Regions from separate parts of the Zea mays genome. Here all the other regions are linked to region 2. A link is a contact called in public Hi-C data. All regions are on one chromosome and are shown on one strand. The core of a region is the stretch at or near the end of the contact, and the rest is flanking DNA. Distances in the headings are between cores, read along the strand shown.

What was found. A called contact is a pair of places that touch in the nucleus more often than the background predicts.
Region 1: a contact with region 2 is called in a Hi-C map of endosperm, with 3 times the contacts expected there. The contact joins the promoter of LOC100284310 here to the promoter of LOC100280388 in region 2. A contact is called at or near these places in 9 of 25 Hi-C or Micro-C datasets (bundle sheath, ear, endosperm and 3 more) and 1 of 3 datasets of contacts at active chromatin or transcription factors (seedling).
Region 3: a Hi-C map of endosperm shows a contact between it and region 2, with 2.4 times the contacts expected there. The contact joins the promoter of LOC100276375 here to the promoter of LOC100280388 in region 2. A contact is called at or near these places in 2 of 25 Hi-C or Micro-C datasets (endosperm and tassel).
Region 4: a Hi-C map of tassel shows a contact between it and region 2, with 1.9 times the contacts expected there. The contact joins the promoter of LOC100192461 here to the promoter of LOC100280388 in region 2. A contact is called at or near these places in 2 of 25 Hi-C or Micro-C datasets (ear and tassel).

The regions. Positions count from the first base shown.
Region 1 is chr4:22,447,034-22,452,112 of Zm-B73-REFERENCE-NAM-5.0, reverse strand. It overlaps LOC100284310 (RALFL33), which reads right to left and starts at 2,486. Exons shown (of 1, transcript NM_001157205.2): 1 at 1,754-2,486. The coding sequence starts at 2,330. The coding sequence ends at 2,001. LOC100276521 reads right to left here. Exons shown (of 3, transcript NM_001150287.1): 3 at 3,470-4,588. The coding sequence ends at 3,811.
Region 2 is chr4:22,253,021-22,258,604 of Zm-B73-REFERENCE-NAM-5.0, reverse strand. It overlaps LOC100280388, which reads left to right and starts at 3,836. Exons shown (of 2, transcript NM_001320553.1): 1 at 3,836-4,348. The coding sequence starts at 3,845.
Region 3 is chr4:22,101,339-22,106,764 of Zm-B73-REFERENCE-NAM-5.0, reverse strand. It overlaps LOC100276375, which reads right to left and starts at 3,637. Exons shown (of 2, transcript NM_001371566.1): 1 at 3,474-3,637; 2 at 2,843-3,371. The coding sequence starts at 3,596. The coding sequence ends at 3,096.
Region 4 is chr4:22,484,462-22,490,283 of Zm-B73-REFERENCE-NAM-5.0, reverse strand. It overlaps LOC100192461, which reads left to right and starts at 4,420. Exons shown (of 4, transcript NM_001137681.2): 1 at 4,420-5,400. The coding sequence starts at 4,558.

The sequences.
Region 1 (5,079 bases), core at 1,237-3,736, 190 kb before region 2:
AAATTTCAAATCCCTTTTAATCTAAGTTGGAGTTTCAACTTCAATCCAAATGAACAAACAAAAATTCCAGCACGAAATGCAAGGTTTCATTTTTTTATTTAATTTATTTATTAATTTATTCATGTCTACAAATGCTTCTAGTTATATATATATAATTCAACTTGAACCATCAAAATTTAAAATTGCCATCTATTTATCTAAAAATAATAATTCCAGAAGTAAGAAAAATCCTTATTAGAAGATATTTTAATTTAAATCTTTTTTGTAGAGTTTTCATAATCCCAAATAGGATTTTGGGTGTTACACTCAAGCGTAGCGTGTCTCCTTGGTACGGATCCAAATAAGTGTTAATAGCATCTACAACACTCCTCTTATATAATTTATCAAGTGGTAATGAAGATAATCGAATGTCATCTTTTCGGTTTCTTTTCAATTATTGAGAGAGATACTGTAGCAGATAACTAAGAATTTGTTTAATATGTGGTGTCTACTTTTGTTAGATTATATTTGATTGATCTTCTTTACTCTTCCCTCCGCATATCTTCTCCCACACGACGGCAACCAGCCAACCACCTAGTATATGCCTTTTGCCACCATGAGTGGCAGGGGCGAAGCTGAATTGTGGTTGGGGGTGCAAATGCACCTTAAAAAATTCAAAATCTGCTAGAATTTCATCATATGCACGTATATAATAAATTCGTATGCTTCTATAAGGTGGTAAATGCAATTTCCTTTAAAACTTGTTCTACCTTCGCCACTTGTGAGTAGCATATGGCCTTTTACCACTATGAGGTGATGCTAGTGACACATAGTTAACGATTTATATAAATAACAGGTGGTGAAACAGCGCCTTTGAACCGTTCGACCAACAAACCCACTCTGATTTTATTTGGGTAAACATACGACTATACGAGAGCAGCTACTTTTTGTGTTGCTAGCTAGTTGCTTTTCAGCAGCATATCACCTCCACATCGGCACAACAGCCAGCGACGTCTTCACTCCACTACGCCCTAAATAATGCGTTGGTGCTCACTGCATTGTCAGTCTATGATCAACTTATCCAATGTATCTCTTATTTCAAATTTCAAGTCTATAATATAAAATAACGGTTTGTATGATTTTATATACGATCTTAATATAAAATAGTGTTTTTATGGTCATATATATGATCTCCTATTTCAAGTTAGATCATGTAAATAATATAGTCTACAGTATAAAACAAAACAGTGATTTGTATGAGCATATACATGATCGGCTGAAAACAGTCCTTGAAAATTAGCAGTAACTGGCTTATACCAGTGTAAACTGGCCAATGTCGGCATGCACAAGAATATCTATCTACAGTCACGTAGTTGACCAATTCCGGAGTGCCAGCTGCAGCAGACAAGAGTCAATTTCTTGTCAGGGCCTCAGGGTCCCAACTGTGCGCGCTCTCTGGCAGTCTGAACTTTTCTTAAAAAAAAACACTTTTGCAGCTTGTCGGTGCATCCATGTGACGATGTGAGGCCTACGGATGGTTGGTTGAATGCACAGCATTTTCAGCACCAGACCAGGCATGCTGAAAGGCAGGCATATTTCCTGAGGTGGCTCATTCAACACAGCGCATTGGGGAGACGAACTGAGCTATGTATTGGTTAATTTTCTTAAAAAAAATATCACCTCATCAGTTGCATATTCCCCAAAAACATTTTTTTTGAAGAATCTGAAAGCTCAATGAAGTCTCTCCGGTAATCTGTAGCATTGCTCATCAACATCTTGCACACGAGATTCATCCATTAGTATTAGTGCTTCATTACTACACTTACTAAATATCCCGGCAAAGGAGGAAGGACGACCAAGAAAAAAAAAGAGGAAGAAAGAAAAAAGAAGAAGACAGAATAAAATACACTTCATTTAGTAAGCATTTGCAGCAACACCGCCCTGCAGCGTCGAAGGAGCGAGGAGCAGCAGCCCCACACCCACTTCCCTTTGCAAGGCGACGGAGCAAGCAAAGCAAGAGCCTAGGGATCCGCGTCCCTGCACCTGGTGATGCTCTCGCAGCCCCGGGTGTAGGGGTTGGCGGTGGTCGAGATCCGGCAGTTGTAGTAGGGCACCCCGGTCCTGGAGCACGGCACCACGTCGCCCCGCAGGGCGTCGTAGCTGATGTACCTCCGCCCCGTGGTCGCCTCCCACAGCAGCCGCCGGTGCGCCTCCGAGTCCATCTCCAGCTCCGCCGCCTCCATGCCGACGCAGTGGCCTCCTCTCCCGTGCAGGACGAGCAGCAGCAGGAGGAGGAGTGGCGCTGCTGCCCACGCCCTTGGGAGCAAGATCGGCTTGGTGGTTGCCGGCATTGTGTTGTGAGAGACTGGCTGACTGAGATCTCTCTAGCTCTTTCTTTTCTTGTTCAGAGTGCCATGGCGCTTCTCTCTCTCTCTGCACTGGATCTTTGCTGTTTCTTGATGGAGGGAACAGGGAAGCACTGCACTGAGATCTATCCGAGTTTTAGTGGAGGAGGCCCGAGGGGAGGGTGAAGCTTAAATGCGGTGTCGGACAGCCAGTTGTTGTTGACAGCAGCCGCTGCCTCCTGCTGCTGAGCGAGCGAGGGAATATCTCAAATGGGGAGAGGATGAGGTTTCCTTCAAATGTTACTTTTACCACGACCGAATGGTTTGTACTAACTGGAACTTTTCTGAAATTGTTTTCTTATCGAAAGTTCAGAGAAGCGGCTATTCCTCAGGTGCCGTGCCATCATGGGGTTTTGGCAGCTCATGTGGTCACGATGCCTGCCTGGCACAAGCTTTGGATATCATGTCACTTGACAGTGCCCTCAATATGGACAGGAATGGAGTCCAAGTTGTTTTCTCCTCCGTCCCACCGTTCCAAAGCAACTTATCTCGTTTCTTGATGACTTAAATCATTTTAAATCTAAGTAAGTTTATTTTAAAAATAATGTTAATGGTACCTAATAATAGTGTAGTGTTTGGCTGCATGAGTAAGCAGCAGCTGCCCGCCTGCTGCTGCTATTGATCTGAGAGACAAGAGAAGCACACTTAGCAGCGGCAGTTTCTTACACTGCAGATTGTAATGTTTACTTAGTGAAGTTTGAAATAAAAGATGTGATGTTACTGTCTTCAGCAGATCATACATATAGTTGCGCAAATATTGTTTTGCATTGTAAACTGTATTATTAACGTAATGAAGTTTGAAATAGAAATACTATAGTTGTGCAAAATATTGTTTTCACTACAACCATATTGTTCACATAATAAAGTTTAAAATAAAAAATTGAGATAAGATATATGTATTATTCATATAATAAAGTTTAAAATAAAAGATGAGATAAGAAACAGGTAAACTGCTGCTGGAGACATGCAGTGCTGTCATGGCTGCTGCTGCATCCCTTGTGGTAGAATAACTGCCCAGCAGTGCTGCAACCGGAAGCCCAATAGGCCTATCAGATTTATGCTTTCAAACTAAACTAATTTGAAGGTACAAATGCTGATACAACTCATTTCATTCCAAAATAATGTCGTTCTAGATTAGCAAAATGCCCAGTTATTTTGGGACCATAAAATTATGTCACACGTCCTCTGCGTTGATAGGCTGATGCTATTGTGTACTAGTGTAAGATGACATAACTTACAAAAAAAAACTTGTAGGGCACGTCCAAGCTTCCCTCCAAAAAGCAAACTTGAGATGAAGATGTATATGCATGTACATAACAGCCAGCCATATATACAAATCTAGAGAAAAGAACTGCAGCTCCTCTTTTCAGCTGGCTTCATCTATCCACAACCACAAAGGCTGTAGGAGCTTTCTGTAGCAGTTTCTTCAGCTATCCGATAACTTGAAGATCTCGTCCACATAATCCTCGACGTCCCAGAGGAAGGAACCGAATGCGATGGCTTCAAGCAGTAGTCTTTTCAGGGATGAAGGATCAAGTATAACCGCTTCATCATTCTCCTGGGAGAGTTCCATGTCGCCCCCAAAAAGAGCCCAGCTGTGCCTCTCGATGAGATTAGAAGCTTCCGATGAGCGCAGCTTCGCGCAAAGCTGCAAGGTCTTTGGATCGAATCCCATTATGTAGCCCCTCAAGTCGTGTGGGTTGACCACAGAACTTGGTCTCAAAGAAGACGAAGCTTCACTAGAGCCTCCAATGGCCCCTTCCTGCTCTTGTTTATTTGTGAGTTGAGCATTCAGAAATTGAATCGGAGGCACTCCTTCTGAGCGAGTGAGGGTCAGCTCCAATCGATGCCTGATGCTGACAGATTTCAGGAAGTATCCGTACATTATTGAAGCAGAATATATCCGAACAAATTGCAGTCTTTTAATGCGAAGTGTTGAACGATTGATCTTGGGACCATTTCTGTGCACCCATCTGATAATGCTGGTCAAGTGTTCCCTAATTAGCTCTAGCACCTCAGGTCCATGAATGGATTCAAGATCTGTCTCCCTTGGTGGCCATAACTGTAACCTTCTGTTGCTTATGAGTTTCGATAGATTGGGAACCATTGGAACTTCAATCTTAAAAAACTTATAAACAATCAACATGTACATGACGTCCTCAATAGCTCTCTGACACTCGTGTTCCTTGAGTTCAGCAATCCTCCTATTTGTCGAGTTTCCAACAAACTAGTTAGCTACAGAATATAATACTAAAACCCAAAAGAGCAAACCATTTATCAAGTGCAATAGGAAGGATTTTCAGGTTTTGTTACTATTTGCCATGTCGGGGCATCCTCTTGATATGAGCCTTAACGATTGCGAGCAAGATTCTATGCATTATTACACACAACAATAACAAGAATACTACCCAAATAATATGAATCCACACCCATCATCCTTTCATTTGGTCCACAATTTTAGATTAAAAAAACTCGGCCAGGGTCCCGGTATTATATTAAGAGACCGAAACATGGTCCTGGCCAATAAAATTCCCAAACCTTGGCCCCCCATCACTGTCGGGTTGTCACCGCCCACTCTGCAACGGTCCAGCCGTTGCATGCAAGACATAACCTGGGAGTGAGCGGGGCACAACGAGGGAATTTTCTTAACCAAGCCCGAAATTCGCCACCGAGTGGGATCGAACCCGGGACCTGG
Region 2 (5,584 bases), core at 2,587-5,086:
TTAGTCAAGGTTGCTTCTGAGCGAAGCCAAGGCCTTGGGCGAGCCGGTGATGTGTCCGCCATAAAAAGGGGGCCTCGGGCGAGACGGAAGTCTCTCGAGGTCGGCTGCCTTTGGCCGAGGCTAGGCTCGGGTGAAGCGTGATCGAGTCACTCGTGTGGACTGATCCCTGACTTAATCGCGCCCATCAGGCCTTTGCAGCTTTATGCTGATGGGGGTTACCAGCTGAGAATTAGGCGCCTTGAGGGTACCCCTAATTATGGTCCCCGACAGACACGCACCGACACAAGGATGTGGCAGAACGGATCGTGTCGCTGGCGCGGTCCCGGACCGACAAGACTTGTATGGAGCACACGTGGCCGTCTGATACATATTCCAAGAGTTGGTTCATTTTGCCCTAGTTAAGTGAATGAGCTCTATGTATCTAGGGTAGTTTAGACTAGTGAAAGAACCCTATATAAATAGGTGGGAGGGCTGTTGTGCACAACCATCTCTTTGGCTATCTCATTAGACTCTTGTTTAGAAAACCCTATTCTTTCATTTTTCCTAGCTTAGCATGAGATCTGTAGATGTTTTGAACTCCACGTCTGTGTTCTTGTATTCATCATATTGAGGAAGGGTGGCCGTAACCATCTACGGTCCAGCGTTCGTCAAATCATGTGCTCAGTTTGTGGTTGTTGCAGTTTTTTATTTGATTTTGTCTCCACTCTGGATTCCTCTCTTCTCTCTTTGGTTTTTGAGAGAACCTTTGTTTTCTTAAGTTATGGTTTGTGTTGGGGATAGCCTTGGGGTGAAGATCACTTGTTAGGCCACTACAAACATCTAGTTCAAGCAGTTTTTGGTTGTGATCCCAGTTCTATTTTGAGTTCATTTGAGAAAACCCCAAAAAAACCCAATCAAAGTGAGATTCTGAATTTGTTCATGGAGTTTTGATATGTTCTAGTTCAGCTCCATGAAACATTTTCTTTTCCTCTATGCTCAATGCCTACAAAATTTGAGAGGATTCTGTGCAGATTTTGAGGTGCGACACTCCCGCCCATCTATGTGGCACTGCGGCGCTCCGACACTGTCGGTCAACAGAGCGGCACTTCCGCTCATGCCGTTCTGAGCTTTTGATTCTGGTTTTCTACAGACAGTTGTGCTGTTTTTTCTCTAGCATTTTGGTGCAGTCAATTGACACTAGATTGATTTGCATAGTACCTCACTGCTTTTGGAGTCCCATGGGGTTTTGGGTTGAAATTTGGGATCAAGTCATTATGCTATCATGTAGAGAAAAATTTGTGGCTCCCATTCACTCCCCTCTGGTCCTTCAGACTTAAGTCTAATGCTTTGCAGTGCACCAGATTAATTACGCGGAGAGCATGTTTTTTGGGCTCAGAAGGCTTGCCACACCGGACCAGTCCGTTGTGCAATAGTGGTTCACCGGATCGATTATGTAGAGGGCTTATTTCTGGAAGAAGATTAAGGTGCAAACAGTTGGTGCACCGGACCTTCAGGACTATGGTCGGATTCAGATATCCAACGGTCGAGCTGATGTTGCACCGAAGTAGCAGGGTCCACGTCACACCTAACATCCTATTTAGAGAGGCCACTAAAATGGTAGTCTGACAGTGGTCTGGTGTGCACTGAACCAAGCACCACTCACGGGCCAGTGCACCCAAATTCAGTGAAGTTTTTACGAGATGGTTTTAATGTCTATTTGGTTGGTTGGGGCTATAAATACATGCTAACTAGCTCATTCAATAAAAAGAACCGAGTAGTAACTCTAATACACTAGAGCAACACTCCAAGTGATCGAAGCCTCCCTAGTGCCATGAAAGAGTGAATTGAGCATAAAGATAGCCATTCACATGTGAATTGTGATAGAACCTTATGAGAGTGCTAAAGAGAAGAGTATGTGTTGTGTTCTTGATTCTTGGTACAAGGCACCCATCCATTGTAAAACTAACAAGAGCCTTCAATGTGTGAAGCTCCTTGAGGAGACTTCAGTCTCTCGATTGAAAAATCAATAGGGAACTCAAGTTCAACGTTGATGATCACTTGAGTGAGGAAAGGGTTGAAAGATACCCAGTCCTTATCAGGGACTCCTCAATAGAGACTTATGTTTTGTTTGGAAACCGAACTCCGGTAAATAAATTGTCGTGTCTCTATTATGTTCTTTCCATTGCAATTTATTTTACTCATTTCCTCCCTAAGTTCTCTTGCGATTGATTCTCTTTATACATTCTTTTGTTGCTTAAATTTAAAATCCTTATATTCAAAAGAGCAACTACGTAGAAGAACTTCTCCCCTCACTCCGATTAACTCATATCTTATTCTAACCTCTAAATTGGGATCATTTTTGTGTTTAAGTGATAAATTTTAGGTTTTGCGTATTCACCCCCTCTAGACAACTTGTACCATCTCTAACTATGCATTGGCTCCTCATCCCACACTATATGTTGTCAAGGGATTTGAGTGATCTAAAGCCACCATAATGGTGAGTGAATCACAATGGTCTTGATTGTATGACATCTACACTATTGAACGTCTAGGATGAACCAAACGTCGTAGATGGCAAGATTGCCTAGCTTGCTTGTGGCAAATTGCAAGGCACCAAATGTGAATTTGTCTCCTGATGCAAATGTCATGGATGTCATCAACTCTTGCTTGATATTTGTGAGCCGCTGCCTCACACACCAAGTGTCAACGACTGTTCGACAGTAATTAACGAGATATGTCACGAGATCAAAATTTGAAGGTTATAGCACGAGAGACACAATGGTTTAGATAGGTTCGAGCTCTCAATATGAATGCACTATACCTTGTATGTGGTGGTCTATTGTATCTTGATCTTCAAGGGTTCCTCCTCTCCTTTTATATCCTAAGAAGGGAAGATGATTACATGGGAGACACCAAACTAGTTACCAAGTTCATGAATGAATCAAGTCAATTACCAAGTAATACATGAGTCTACCTCTATGTTTACAAGTTTGTCTCTTACTCACTCAAGATGCTTTCCATATTTGATCTTTAGGAAGCCTCTTCTCTACATACCTTCCTTAGGGGCTTATAGGCGAGTCATGGATCCATCCATTAGGACTTCTTTAGTAGGCTTAGTTGGACATCCATAGTACATATCATTTACAAGGATAATATAGATGGATAGAAATACAAAGACGACGCACATTTGTTGGATCTACTTTAGATGGTTATACACACATGAGAATAGATCTTCTGCAGTTAATTATATTGAGGTAACCATGTAATTAATTGAGATGACACATTCAATTAAAATCCAATAATGATTATTATTTTGGGGTCTTTGGTAGGGCTTTTCGAAGGTGGCTTATGCTCTGGATGCACTAATATTTAGTGAAGTCGTACCAAATAATATTTTTTGAAATGGGTTCATGTGAAGACCACTTCTCTCGTTTGTGTTAGTAGGGGAAGCAAAAAAAAAAGTTTAACCAACTTTAGCTCTCACATATTTTACAAAGACCATTCCACTATTGATTGATTTTGTCTTTCGATCCACATGCACAATAGTTGTGATTGACTATATTATTAATGTAACTAGACATCTGTATGACTAATGTAACTAGACAATTTTTTAAAAATAACATAGAAATTGTTTTACCGTTTTGTATTCTTTAAATTCTTAAAAAACAGTTTTAACAGAGAAGTCAGATCTAAAAGTATTTTTAGAAAAGACAAAGCTTTATTAAAGAAGATCTTAGATGGAAGAAGGTAAACTTAAAACTATACTTAAAATTATTACTAAGTTTTAGATAGTACGGATTAAATATAACCGTCAGATTTATTTGGACGTGCTGGATTGATCGATACCAACTTCTAACAGATTGATATGTTCCGTATATACCCACCCGACCACCCACCCCGCCGCTATCCCCAATATATCCCCACTCTTCGCCTCCTTTCTGGAGCAGCTAGGGTTCCGTCCTCGATCCGATCCGCCGAGTGCACACCACCTTTCCCCACTCCGATCGAATCGATGGCCGCCGAGGGCGAGAAGAAGATGATAACCCTCAAAAGCTCCGATGGCGAGGAGTTCGAGGTGGAAGAGGCGGTGGCGATGGAGTCGCAGACCATCCGCCACATGATCGAGGATGACTGCGCCGACAACGGTATCCCTCTTCCTAACGTCAACTCCAAGATCCTATCCAAGGTAATCGAGTACTGCAACAAGCACGTACATGCCGCCGCCGCCGCCGCCGCCGCCTCGAAGGCCGGTTCCGACGACGTGGGTGCCGCCTCCGCCAACAGCACCGCCGCCTCCGGTGAGGACCTCAAGAACTGGGATGCGGACTTCGTCAAGGTCGACCAGGCCACGCTTTTCGACCTCATCTTGGTAAAGGATCCTACCTCCAATTTGTCTATTTGTATTGGAGCCATATATTAGATCTATGCTCGGCTAGGGTTTGGAAGTTTACATACAGATCTGCATTGGATTTGTTCGTGGTTGATAGATGTTTATCATGTGCTGATTTCATAGAATCTGTGGCTATTTGATTGTAACGTAATGTTTTTATTCTGTTGATTGCATAGACTCTGCCTATTTGATTGTAACTTGTTTGTGGTTGATAGCTGTTTTTATCTCCTGCTGATTTGTGGCTGTTGGATTGTAACCTGATTATGTATGATGGTAAATTGGGTTATGAAGTGTATTATTGCTGTATCACAGAAAGGTTATGTTTTTATGAAGACAAATTACATCTGAAAGGATTAGTATTTGAAGCTGTAGTAGGTTTATGATTATATAATTGCTTTTGTTGCCATCTAATCGTAAGAATTGTTATCTATACGATGCTTAATCTTCATTACATGTTATCTTTGTCATTGTGGATGTCTAAATTTTCTGAAGTTTTGTGCTTATATGGTGCCATCCTTGTATTTTTGTGGTGACATCATTATTTTGAGAGATGATATATGATATTATGCATTGATTTCTATAATGATCTTCCTGTTTCTATATACACACAATGCTCTCTAGCTGCAGTATCTTTCCCTCTTTTATTAATGCAGAGTTATGTTCTCGCAGTGTGGTAGAAATTCTTAAATAGTGGGGTTTGTATTGCAAACGGTTGATTGGAATACCTGTCTGTCTCCTTTTTTGTGCATATGGCTATGATATCCTTGTCTTGCAAGTGGTTGATTGAAGTACATGTGTTGTGGACTCTCTCCTCGGGCGCCAGTACCAGCGACGCAACCGTGGCTTTGTGGGGGGGGGGGGGAGGTTAGCTGTTGCTAGTTTGTTTCAGTTAGTAGATGAGAATAACAGGGAGTCATCCTTATCCCTGTTTAGTTAGCAATGGGCTTATCCTAATTAGTTAGCGAGTCATATTTACCCCTGGTTAGATTGGGCTTATCCCAATTTGTTAGTAGATGAGCTCCTGATCTATAAAAGGGGCTTTAGCATGTACCTAGGAAATCATCGAAGAAGTAAAGTCTCCCCAGTTGAGTGGGACTTCTTCGGTCACCCTGGCCAGCATTCAGTATGGCCGTGGTGACAGCAGCAGTACCACTTCCAGTCGAGCCCCATATCCACTCGATTCCATCCTTCAATCTCATCTGCTGCTACACTCCT
Region 3 (5,426 bases), core at 2,388-4,887, 150 kb after region 2:
ATCGTCACATGTAATTTTAACGGGTCCCTGCGGAGAATGGAGATGGGAATGCTTCCCCATCCTCGTCCCTGTTTACCTGTCGAGGGAGAACTTTTCTATGTTTACATCTCCACAGGGAAGAAACTTCCCCATCCCTATCCCTAAGTACTAGTTTGGGAGCTAAAAATAACAGAGGGGATTGGAAGGGCTAAAATCTTCTTATTATTCAAAATTAAATAAGAAGGAGATTTTAGTCCCCCAATCTCTCCCGGTTTTGTGGCTCCCAAACTAGACCTAATGGAAGAATTTCCAGCGGGGAATCAGGGATCGGGCCCATTGCCATCTCTAGTCCAAAATGGTTGTGGTCCTTCTGTAATGTTCAACTAGAATCTTTGACCAATGGTTTAGGTGACCTTGATATAAGGCATGTTTGACATAGCTGATGCTGGTTGGAAAAGCCGCTTATCTTAGAAGCCTGTGAAAAACAGATGCTATTGTTGGAAAAGCAACTTAACCCGAGGAAAGGTTGCCGGTTCGGCCCACATGTTTTGGTTGGCTCCAATCTCAATTTGTCCCCTTGCTAATTTTTTGAAGCCTTGTGTTCTTGAGTTCTTCCATTCTCTTGAGGATTTGTGGAGAACCTTTGAGTTCTTGTGTTTCGGGTGATGTTGGGATTTGTTGGTGGCTGAGGTATACTCTTAGGATCACTTATCACACCCTGTTGGTGCAGTTTGTGGTTGTGATCTTAGCTAGTCTAGTTTTGAGTTCGTTCTAGAAAACCCCCAACAAAACCCCAATCATGTTCGTATTTTTAGATCTGCGGTTGATTCACAAGTCCGTTTGAGCTCAAAATATGTGAATACCTTGGAAACATATTTGTCTAGGTGTGTGTAGAATTTCATTTCGATCAGAGTTCATTTGGTTCAGTTTCGCATATAAGAATAGGTATTCGTGCTGTTGAAATTAGCACTTGTTCGCGACACAGTTTTGGATCAATTCAGACATTTTGAAATCATGAGATCACTGGTTTGCTGATATGATTTTGGTTTGAGCACTTTCTTTATCTCGATTGAAGTGAAGTGCTCAAATTCAGTTTTTAGCAACAAATTTTGATCGGCTCCCATTCACCCCCTATGGTCGCCTCACCGGTCATTCAATTCGTATCAGAGCCGATTAAGGATTTCTCTTCCCTAATCGGTTCGAAATCCATGAAGGCAACATTGAATGTGGTGTCGACAAGCCACCGTTCTTCGACAGGACCAACCAACCATACCGGAAGGTTCACATGTCTGTGTTTTCCAAATTATTGGGTATCGAGTTTGGAAAATTTGGCTCGTTGTTGCGTTCAATGCTGCAAGTGAACGAATCACTCCAATTCAAGTGGAGTTTCATGATTCGAACAATAAAGCTCGCAACACTTTGTTCTCGTGCCTCTAGCTGGGTCAGTTTGAGCGAGTCGGACATTTGTCTACGGCTCACGAGATCTGGTCCACCCTCGAGAAATTCCAGGAGCGCAATGATCATGCGAAGACCAGAATCTTTAAGATACATCGGCAAGCTTGATACAACAAATAGACTACCTTGTCTTTGGTCATATCAATGTCCGAACTCGACAAAGACATCACAATAATGGTATACTAGAATAAAATAAGAGTGAGATGAGTACGAGGTGGTAGAGAAATATGAAGTGTGAGATATGTGAATGAGTTCAAATACTCCTCTGTTTATAGACCTGTTTTTTTGATTTTTTTTAATTTATGAAATTTAAAATGACACGAAATAGAAAATGTCTCGTGTAAACGGGCAGATGGTACCATTCTAGTGGTGGAGTCGGTATCGACCATAAAGGCGATCAGTGATATACAATTTCGCTATCAAAGGGAGTCACGCCGAGTAGGGGTATAATCGAATTGGATACGGACGGATAATGCTTGTACCATATTTGTTTTCATATTTTTTATTTGGATATAGATATTATGGAGTTGTGTCGGATGAGATTTGAATAGATACCGATATTTTAAATATCCAAATTTAATTATACTGATATAGATATAAATCGGAGATATAGATATAAATCAGATACGATGAGGTACTGAATACTCTTACTCAGACTCGAATACAGATTGGATCTCAGACACAGATCAAATTCGAATACACATACATAATATCTACATCGGTAACGGGGGAGAGAGAGAGAGGGGGAGGGAAAAGACATGTGACATGCCAATAGGCGAAGTGTCTTGTATGTGGCAGGTGTAATGCACAGACATGCAAACTGGCAAATACTAGGATGGAAACAGAGTCCAGGACGTGTGTCAACGACAGTGCCTTGAAAGCATGAACGTATTGTCAACACTCAAGAGAGAGAGAGAGAGAAGGGCTTGAGACGAAAACAAGTTTGTAAAAAAAAAAAACTGGCAATGGCCAACCACTCCATTGGCTACTTTAATTGAAGAAGAGATCGGGCTTGTAGGTACAAGAATTTAAGGACAACAAGAGAAGAGGGCACTTTATGCAACCATTACAGATCGGGTTCTATTTGTTTTTTTAACGATTTAGCGCTAGCTTTTCATTTGTTTTTGTTTGTCATTAAAGACGCATTAGTGCACTTCATCAAGACTTGAATAGGCTGCTGGTGGGATAGTGGGCCATTTCCATCCATGTTGATTGATCTGGCAGTTTTTTTACCCTTGGATTAAAAACCTCAACAATAATGCTAATTAAAATACCTGAATAATTTTATTAAACCGCGCTGGAAAATTGTGGAAAACTGGCATTGCCATGTGCAGAATCAAGAACCGTGAAACCAAGTTCATGACTACTAGTCTACTACCCTGGGGCCACAAAAAAAAAGATGCCAGGACTTGATAATATCTACAGTTGAAGTTGAAGAGCACCAAGCAAGTGCAGAAAAAAAAAAGCTGGATTAATCCAACCATCACCATACTGCTACTAACTGTGAGTCATGGCTACAAACAAGCAGTTTTAGGGCAGGATGAACTCTTCGTCGAATCTGTCCCCCAAATGAACGAATCACGAATATCCCTTCCATCGACAACGAAACGACACGACCAGCTAGACAAGCAAAACCATGGATCCAGGGCGGCGAGCGCTAGCTAGAGGTGGCAGGTGAGGCAGTTGCAGGTGCGCGGGGTGAAGGAGCAGACGCCGAAGGGGCGGTTGGGGATGTTGCAGTTGATGGCGTAGCAGCAGGGCGCCGGGATGCACATCCCGTGCGGGCCCCCGCAGCAGGTGCACACCGCGCACACCTGGAACCGCCCCACCAGCCGCCGCCCGCGCCAGCGCTCCATGCCGCCGTCCAAGAACGTCTTCCTCAGCCGCGGCGTCCACGCCGCCGCCGAATCCGTCGCATTGCCGCCGCCGGTACCAGCCTGCAGTTATTAGCTCATCACACCAAAGGAAGGGGAAGAAAACCGATCCCCACACAGGCGTGAAGGAGAGAGAGAGAGAGATAGGGAGGGAGGGAGCCGTACCTGTTGTGACAAGGCTGGAGGAGCTGGTGCGGCGAGGACGGAGGAGAAGTGGAGGAGGAGGAAGAGGAGGAGGAGGAGGAGAGGGATGGTGGGTGGCCGTGGCGATGAGGAACAGGAAGCCATCTCGTCGTGGCAGGGTGCGCAGACTGTGCAAAGTTGGAGGGAGGAAGCGGGGTTTTGTGGCGAGGCGTGGCATTTATTCGCGCCGAGTCGACCAGAAGCAGACCAGTGCAGTGTGCAGTAGGCCAGCAGCCAGCTGCCAGCTGCGAGCAGGAAGGGGATGCGATGCGATGATGCAGTGCACCGCTGCAGTGGACGTACAGCCGTGTGCTGTGACTCTCTGAGAGCATCTCAAAGTAACCAATACAACTTCCTCTATGACGGTGCTAATTGGTCCACCGGATCATGTATGTTACCGTGTAAAATATTACTGATACCATTCGCTTGAGCTTGCAGTTGCAGCAGCTAGTTTTTTTTTGTCTACGAGGGAAACACTATAGACGCAGTACAGTAGCCACTACCGGAACTGAATAATTTACCGAATGCCGCATATAAATAAGACTCGTAAACTGCGACAGCGTATTATGCCGTGCACTCGGTAAAGTCTTTTACGAGTACTATCTGGTACTCGACAAAGAAAAGTCCTTGTGAGACGACACCTGACGGTAACAAAGACTTTGCTGAATGCCTGCTAGCCTCGCACTTGGCAAAGAAAAGCTTCGGTAGGCCCTACGACAACCTCTGTGTCTAGAGCCACAAACCGGCACTCGGCAAAACGAGATTCTTTGCCGAGTGCCTATCTGCCTGGCACTCGTCAAATGGAGCACCACTGGACCCCTTTGCCAGTCTCTTTGCCGAGTGTACTTGTCACAGAGGTTTTATTAGGTTTCTACACATAGTGCGTCACAACTTTCTCGAAACATTCTCAAATTTTTAACACAACCTCTACATATGATATCATGACATGTGGACAAGTTTCATGATTTTCTGACTAGCGTAAATAATTGTCACCACCATCGCCCCGACCGTCACCACCATCGCCCCGACCGCGGTAAATAATTGTTTTGTATTAAATTTGGATTGGATGTGATTAAATGTGATTAAATTTGGATTGGATTGGATGTGATTAAATGTGATTAAATTTGGATTGGATTAAATTTGGATGCGATTAAATGTGATTAAATTTGGATGTGATTAAATGTGATTAAATTTGGATTGGATACCGATTAAATGTGATTCACGGCCATAGTGCCATTTGTATATCTGTGTGTCGGCCATCGTGCTAATACTTTTTGTTAGGGGCCTTCGTCTTCCGAAGGTCCTCAAAAACATGATTAACAATGTTTTCCAAGTGTAATATATGTACAGGAACCTTCGGACTCGGGATGAAGCTATACACAATATGAAAAGCATGGTCGGCCGAAGGTTGAACCAGCTCCGAAGCTACGCGCAAGGAAGTTTGGCTCAGCGGTAGAAAAAGGAACTGACTTAAAGGGGAAAAGGCTATCTAGTCCTCGTTGGATTGTCCTTAAGTCAATAGTAAACATAAAGGGCATGAATGTAATTTTACACAGGCTGCGTTCTGTGCCTATAAATAGATGAACAGTACCCTCGTACTATTCACGCTGACTTGTATTCGCTCGTGCGCCACACTTGGACTTTTGCCTTCTGTCAAGCCAAAGGTACAAATATAATTCAATATTGTTCACGTTCATTCATGATGATATAATTAAGATATATTAATGATGTCATATGATTATTCATGTTATCTCTCATGTTTCATATGCTACTTCTTTCATTAATATATACTACAATGATGAAGGTACATCCTTCATGACCTTCGTCTGAAGATCATTATATCCTAAGGGAGATAATGCTTCGAAGGACGAAGGGCATTAACCATTAACATTTTGTGTTGCCTTGTTCTTAACTCATAGCATTTAAGAACAAGTC
Region 4 (5,822 bases), core at 3,171-5,670, 230 kb before region 2:
CGGAAAGTAATATCTCAAGAGTTACCTCGTTGTTTTCCTTCGGTGGTGTCTTCTTGTTCTTTTGGGATTTTCTCTGAGCCATCACTTCGAGTTGTTAGACTCAATATGAAGTGCCTAGCTCTAAGACCAATTGAAAGTTGCCTAGAGGGGGTGGATCGACAAAACCTGAAAATTATAACTATAAACCCGAACTTGATCCCTCGATTAGCGGTTAGAACAAGATGAACAATTATCGAAGTATAAAACTAAGTCCTTTGCTTGCAAAGAGTATTGCTTTCAAAGAATGCGGAATTAATAAAAGGCAACTCAACTAAAATGTTTATGGAGAATGGAGCAAGAGTGCTTAGATAAGAAGAGGAAAATCACAAGTTCTTTCTTGCAAGGCGTTGCTTCTATATATGAGAATTTAACTCGAAGAAACACAAAGCAAAATCAACAAAGAATAGTGCAAGAGAACTTAGAGAGGGAGAAGACAAACAAATCACAAGCAATAAATACAAGTGACACGGGTGATTTGTTTTAGCGAGGTTCGGTTCACCAAGAACCTAATCCCCATTGAGGAGTCCACTAAGGACGGGTCTTTTTAAACCCTTTCCCTCTCTCCAACGGTCACCAGGACCGGCGAGTGTTCCTTCTTCTTTGTCAACAAAAGGGCGAAGTCTCCGCAAGGCCAACCACAAAGATAAGAGGCTCTTGCTAGCTTTACAATGAATGGGAGTCAACACTCCACGCTTAAATGATCACAAGAGGTAGCACACACTTTCTCTCAATGATTCTCACAAGGCACTGTCGCTAAACACACACGGGTAGCTCTTTCTTGCTTGATCTCTCTTTTGTGGCACTTGTGAGGCTTTGATGTGTATGAAATACCTAACTCTTGTGTATGAGATATATCAATGAATGGAGGTGGTTGGGATGGCTTGGATATGTCTACTATATGTCTTGATATGTTGCTTGAGCTCCCACACCTTGAAATGGCCGGTTGGGGTGGCTTTTATAACCCTCAACCACCCATATAGCCGTTAGACAGAAAGCAACAACTTTCTTTCGATGGGCGCGCTGGACAGTCCGATGCACACCGGACAGGGCACTGTTCATTGTCTCGTGTCTGCCACGTCAGCCGACCATTGGGGTCTATAGCAATCGACTGTTGGATCCGACCGCTACCCAGACTATCTGATGCACACCGGACAATCTGGTGCCCTGGCCATGTCGGCCGACCATTGAGGTCTGCGGCAGTCGACCGTTGGATCTGACCATTGCCAGACTGTCCGATGCACACCGAACAATCTGGTGCCACAGCTCGAGAGAGCCCATCGTGGTCCTCTCTTCGTAGACTGCCAGGTGTCCCACCGGACAATCCGGTGCACACCGGACATGTGACTGTTCACTGTGCAGTGTACCACCATTGTGTTGGCCGACTGCCCTTTTCTTGGATATCTTCGCTGATTCTTTTGGGCTTCTTTTGTTCTTGAGTCTTGGACTTCTCTACTTCTTTTTATGTTTTCTTTTGAGGTGTTGCATCCTCATTGCCTTAGTCCAATCTTCTTTGCATCATGTGAACTATAATCATAAACACTAGCAAACATATTAGTCCATAGGTTGTGTTGAATAGATTCCTCGGGGTATTTAGAACTTATCCAAAGAGTAGAACTATTGGTAGTTCATCTATTCCATGTTTTACCCCTATTTGGTTGGAACTGAGCTAATTGTGACTTAGAAACTAGACCGTTGATCTTATGAACTTGTGAATCAGAGACTAGGCAAACTAGTTAGTCCGAATGGTTGTGAAGGTCATCAAGCACCAAAATATAAGAAATGGTTTAAGGCCATTTCCCTTTCATGTCCTTTATGGACTCCTCAACGGGGATTAGATTCTTGGTGAACCGAACCTCGGTAAAACAAATCACCCGTGTCACTTGTGTTTATTGCTTGTGATTTGTTTGTCTTCTCCCTCTCTAAGTTCTCTTGCACTATGCTTTGTTGATATTGCTTTGTGTTGCTTCAAGTTAAATTCTCATATATATAAGCAACACCTTGCAAGAAAGAACTTGTGATTTTCCTCTTCTTATCTAAGCCCTCTTGCTTTATTCTCCATAGATATTTTAGTTGTGTTGCTTTGTGTTAATTCCTCATTCTTTGAAAGCAATACTTTTGCAAGCAAAGAACTTAGTTTTATACTCTAATAATTGTTCATCTTGTTCTAACCGCTAATCAAGGGATCAAGGGTTGTGTTAAAGTTGTAAAATTCAGGTTTCGCCTATTCACTCCCCCTCTAGGTGACTTTCAGCTATAAATGCGGTGACCCCAACCACTTCATCGCTAGCTGCCCCAAGAAGGGCAAGCCAGAGGCTGGCCAACATGACCATCACTCCGGTCAGTGACCTTGGAAGCTTCATTGATTAGAGTAATCATGGTTCTAGTTATGATAATGATAATGATGGAATGAATCTTGGAGAAGTTATGTTTCCATGGGATGATAATTCTGAGATAATGCTGAAACTTGACTTATGCTAACTTTAATAACCTGATGAACTAAAATCAACTGATGTTAGACAGCCCCACATAAAGCTAGTCCACCTTAGCCAAACAGGGCACTTGTTGAGTATGTCGTGTACTCACCATTGCTTTCATACAAACATTAGGTTGCCTCGGTGCAACCCTTGCTCAGATGAAGAAGATGCCGTTGGAGTAGATTTCCAAGAGTTCCAAGACTACAATGAGTTTGAGGACTAAGCTAGTGATCTCCCCTAGTCAGGTGCCTATGGAGGCTCAAGTTATCTTAGTTTAAATTTCCACATGAGCATGTTGAACTATGTGATGTTTAAGACAATGGCCTGTAATACAATTTAATAAACTTATTTTCGAGCATTGTGCAATTGTATGACATTTATGTAATTGTTGTGAACGCGATTTTGATCCTGGCATGTACATGGTTTACATTCTATTTGCCTTCTTAAACCGGGTGTGATAAGTGTTGTGCCCATCATGAATGTCAGGGTCATAGATTACACATATCCTAGTATTTAATGTGCCTCTACTGAGGTTACCCTTTGGTAACTTAATGAGCCATACCCTCCTCTAAGGTAGGTATTAATGTCTTGTCATGAGCTTCTGCGTCGTATCCACATTGTCCACATATGATAGGCTAATGATGCTCTTCCCTCTGTCTCATCGTACCTCCTAGTATGTCGTGCACACATTACTAGGGTCTTAGGATTGCGACACGCCTGACTTAGAGCCCTCAAGTGCTCTGTAGGTAAGGTAGTGTGTTTCAAGCCATGTAGTGTCACATGTCCCACATTTAATGTGTTGTACCTTTATATTTGTCTATTACAATATTGCTTTATGACACTCCTTGGTCCCATATGGCCCCAACGGGTCCCTATTATTCATACGACCCTTGGTAATCCAAGTGTATTGCCATATCCACACCCCAAGGCGTGAGAGGCCCTGCGATCTTATTCAATAGGTGCCCAAAGCACAAAGGTCCTTGGAGGCTTATATGTTAGGTGCCCAAGGCATGAGGAGCCTTGGGGATTATCCACTAGGTGCCATGAGGTGCGAGGGGTCTCGAGAGCTTATATGTTAGGCGCCCTCGGACGTGAGAGGCTTTGAGGTATTATCCACTAGGAGCCCTGGAGCGTGAGAGGACACGAGATCTTTTTACTTGTCCTATGAAGCGCATGTCCAGAGTCTTATCTGTTAGGTGTCTCGAGGCTCAAGAGGCCCTAAGCTATTATCTCCTAGGTGCCCCGGGACATGAGGGTATAGAGAGTTTATCCGTTAGGTGTCCTAGAACGCGATGAGCTTCGAGGGCTTATCTCCCGGCCGCACCGAGGCATATATGAAGTATAAGGGCTAAGTCAATAATCAACTTAGATGCGTGGGACCTTTTGATCAGAATCTTTGACCACGTCTTGGCAATAAGGATATATCTTTCTCTATATATACACTCACTAGTGATAAAAATAACATAGAAAAAGGTAAACTTCAAATTTAATTACACTTTATATGCTGCCCCTGGATAAACAATGGAACTAGCAAGGACCTGTAGCGACAGTGGCTTGCGTAACGCTCATACACTGCTCGTGCATGTAGCGTCATCGACTGTTTGCGACAATATACCTAGTGGTGAAATTTTATTTTTGTGAAATTGACTACAAAAGGTGTATTTAACAATGAGCTTAGCCAAAAACTTATATATACATATCGACCCATATGTTTATTAATTTGATGAAATCCACTGGACAATGCATAGCATAGTCGTTATTAGTCATTTAAAAAGTTATAAGCATCACTAATATTCTTTTATCACAGCACTTTCCAAAAGGCAAGAGAACACACGATTCCTAGCTATAGTTCCCACATCAAAGCCCAGCTCATTAAGACCCAACCCGACCAAGCAGACCGCGTCTCGCGCCCACACCAACCCCCTCCGACCGCACCAATCTCCGCCCCCGCATTCTGTCGAACACCTCGTCTTCGCTCGCACCGACCCCACCGCACCGCACCTCCACCAACAACACCACCAGTCCACCACCACCCACCTCCCACATGTGCACACGCGCCCACCTCCCGTCCACCACCGCTATATATCCCGGCGCCCCTTCCTCCCTCCCCCGTCCTTCCCTCCGCCTCCGCCTCCGCCCCCGCCCCCGCCCACGCCCACTCCTCGCTGCCACCACTCCTGTCACCTCTTCCCGCGCCGACGCAGCCGCCATGGACCCCGTCGCCACATGGGGGCTAACCCCGCTCGCGGGCGCCGACCCGGAGATCTACGACCTCCTGGAGCGCGAGAAGCGGCGCCAGCGTCGCGGCATCGAGCTCATCGCCTCCGAGAACTTCACCTCCTTCGCCGTCATGGAGGCGCTCGGCTCCGCGCTCACTAACAAGTACTCCGAGGGCATGCCCGGCGCCCGCTACTACGGCGGCAACGACGTCATCGACGAGATCGAGAACCTCTGCCGGTCACGCGCGCTCGCTGCCTTCCACCTTGACGCCGCGTCCTGGGGCGTCAACGTGCAGCCCTACTCGGGCTCCCCCGCCAACTTCGCCGCCTACACCGCGCTGCTCAACCCGCACGACCGGATCATGGGGCTCGACCTTCCCTCCGGCGGACACCTCACTCACGGGTACTACACGGCCGGCGGTAAGAAGATCTCCGCCACCTCGATCTACTTTGAGAGCCTGCCGTACAAGGTGAGCGCCGCAACGGGGTACATCGACTACGAGAAGCTCGAGGAGAAGGCACTTGACTTCCGCCCCAAGCTCATCATCTGCGGTGGCAGTGCGTACCCGAGGGACTGGGATTACGCCAAGCTCAGGGCCGTCGCCGACAAGGTCGGGGCCCTGCTGCTCTGCGACATGGCGCACATCAGCGGGCTCGTCGCCGCGCAGGTACAACATTCATTGATTACAACAATCTCGATTAACCAGTTAGTTCCATGAAATTGGATCTTTATGTTGTGCAGTCCTGTTGAAATGGCGATGGATGGTACATGTGGTGGTTTAGATTCTACTTGGGATCTAATTTAGGCAATTAATTCTGGTGGCCGATCGAAATGTTGGATTGTTTAACTGAATATTATAGATCTGAGTGTTTATGAATATTTATATGGATGCTGTATGTCTGTCGTTTTGTGCATCACCTTGGATTGTTTAATCACATAATATAGATCTGAGTGTTTTGCAAGTTAAATGATTTAGGAACATTTTATATGGATGCTTGCTGTCTGTCGTTTTTTACATTGCCTTGTTTTGTATATACCAAAATGTGGCTTGCAGTCATGGAAATGGATATTTTTGGCTTGCTTTAGTTC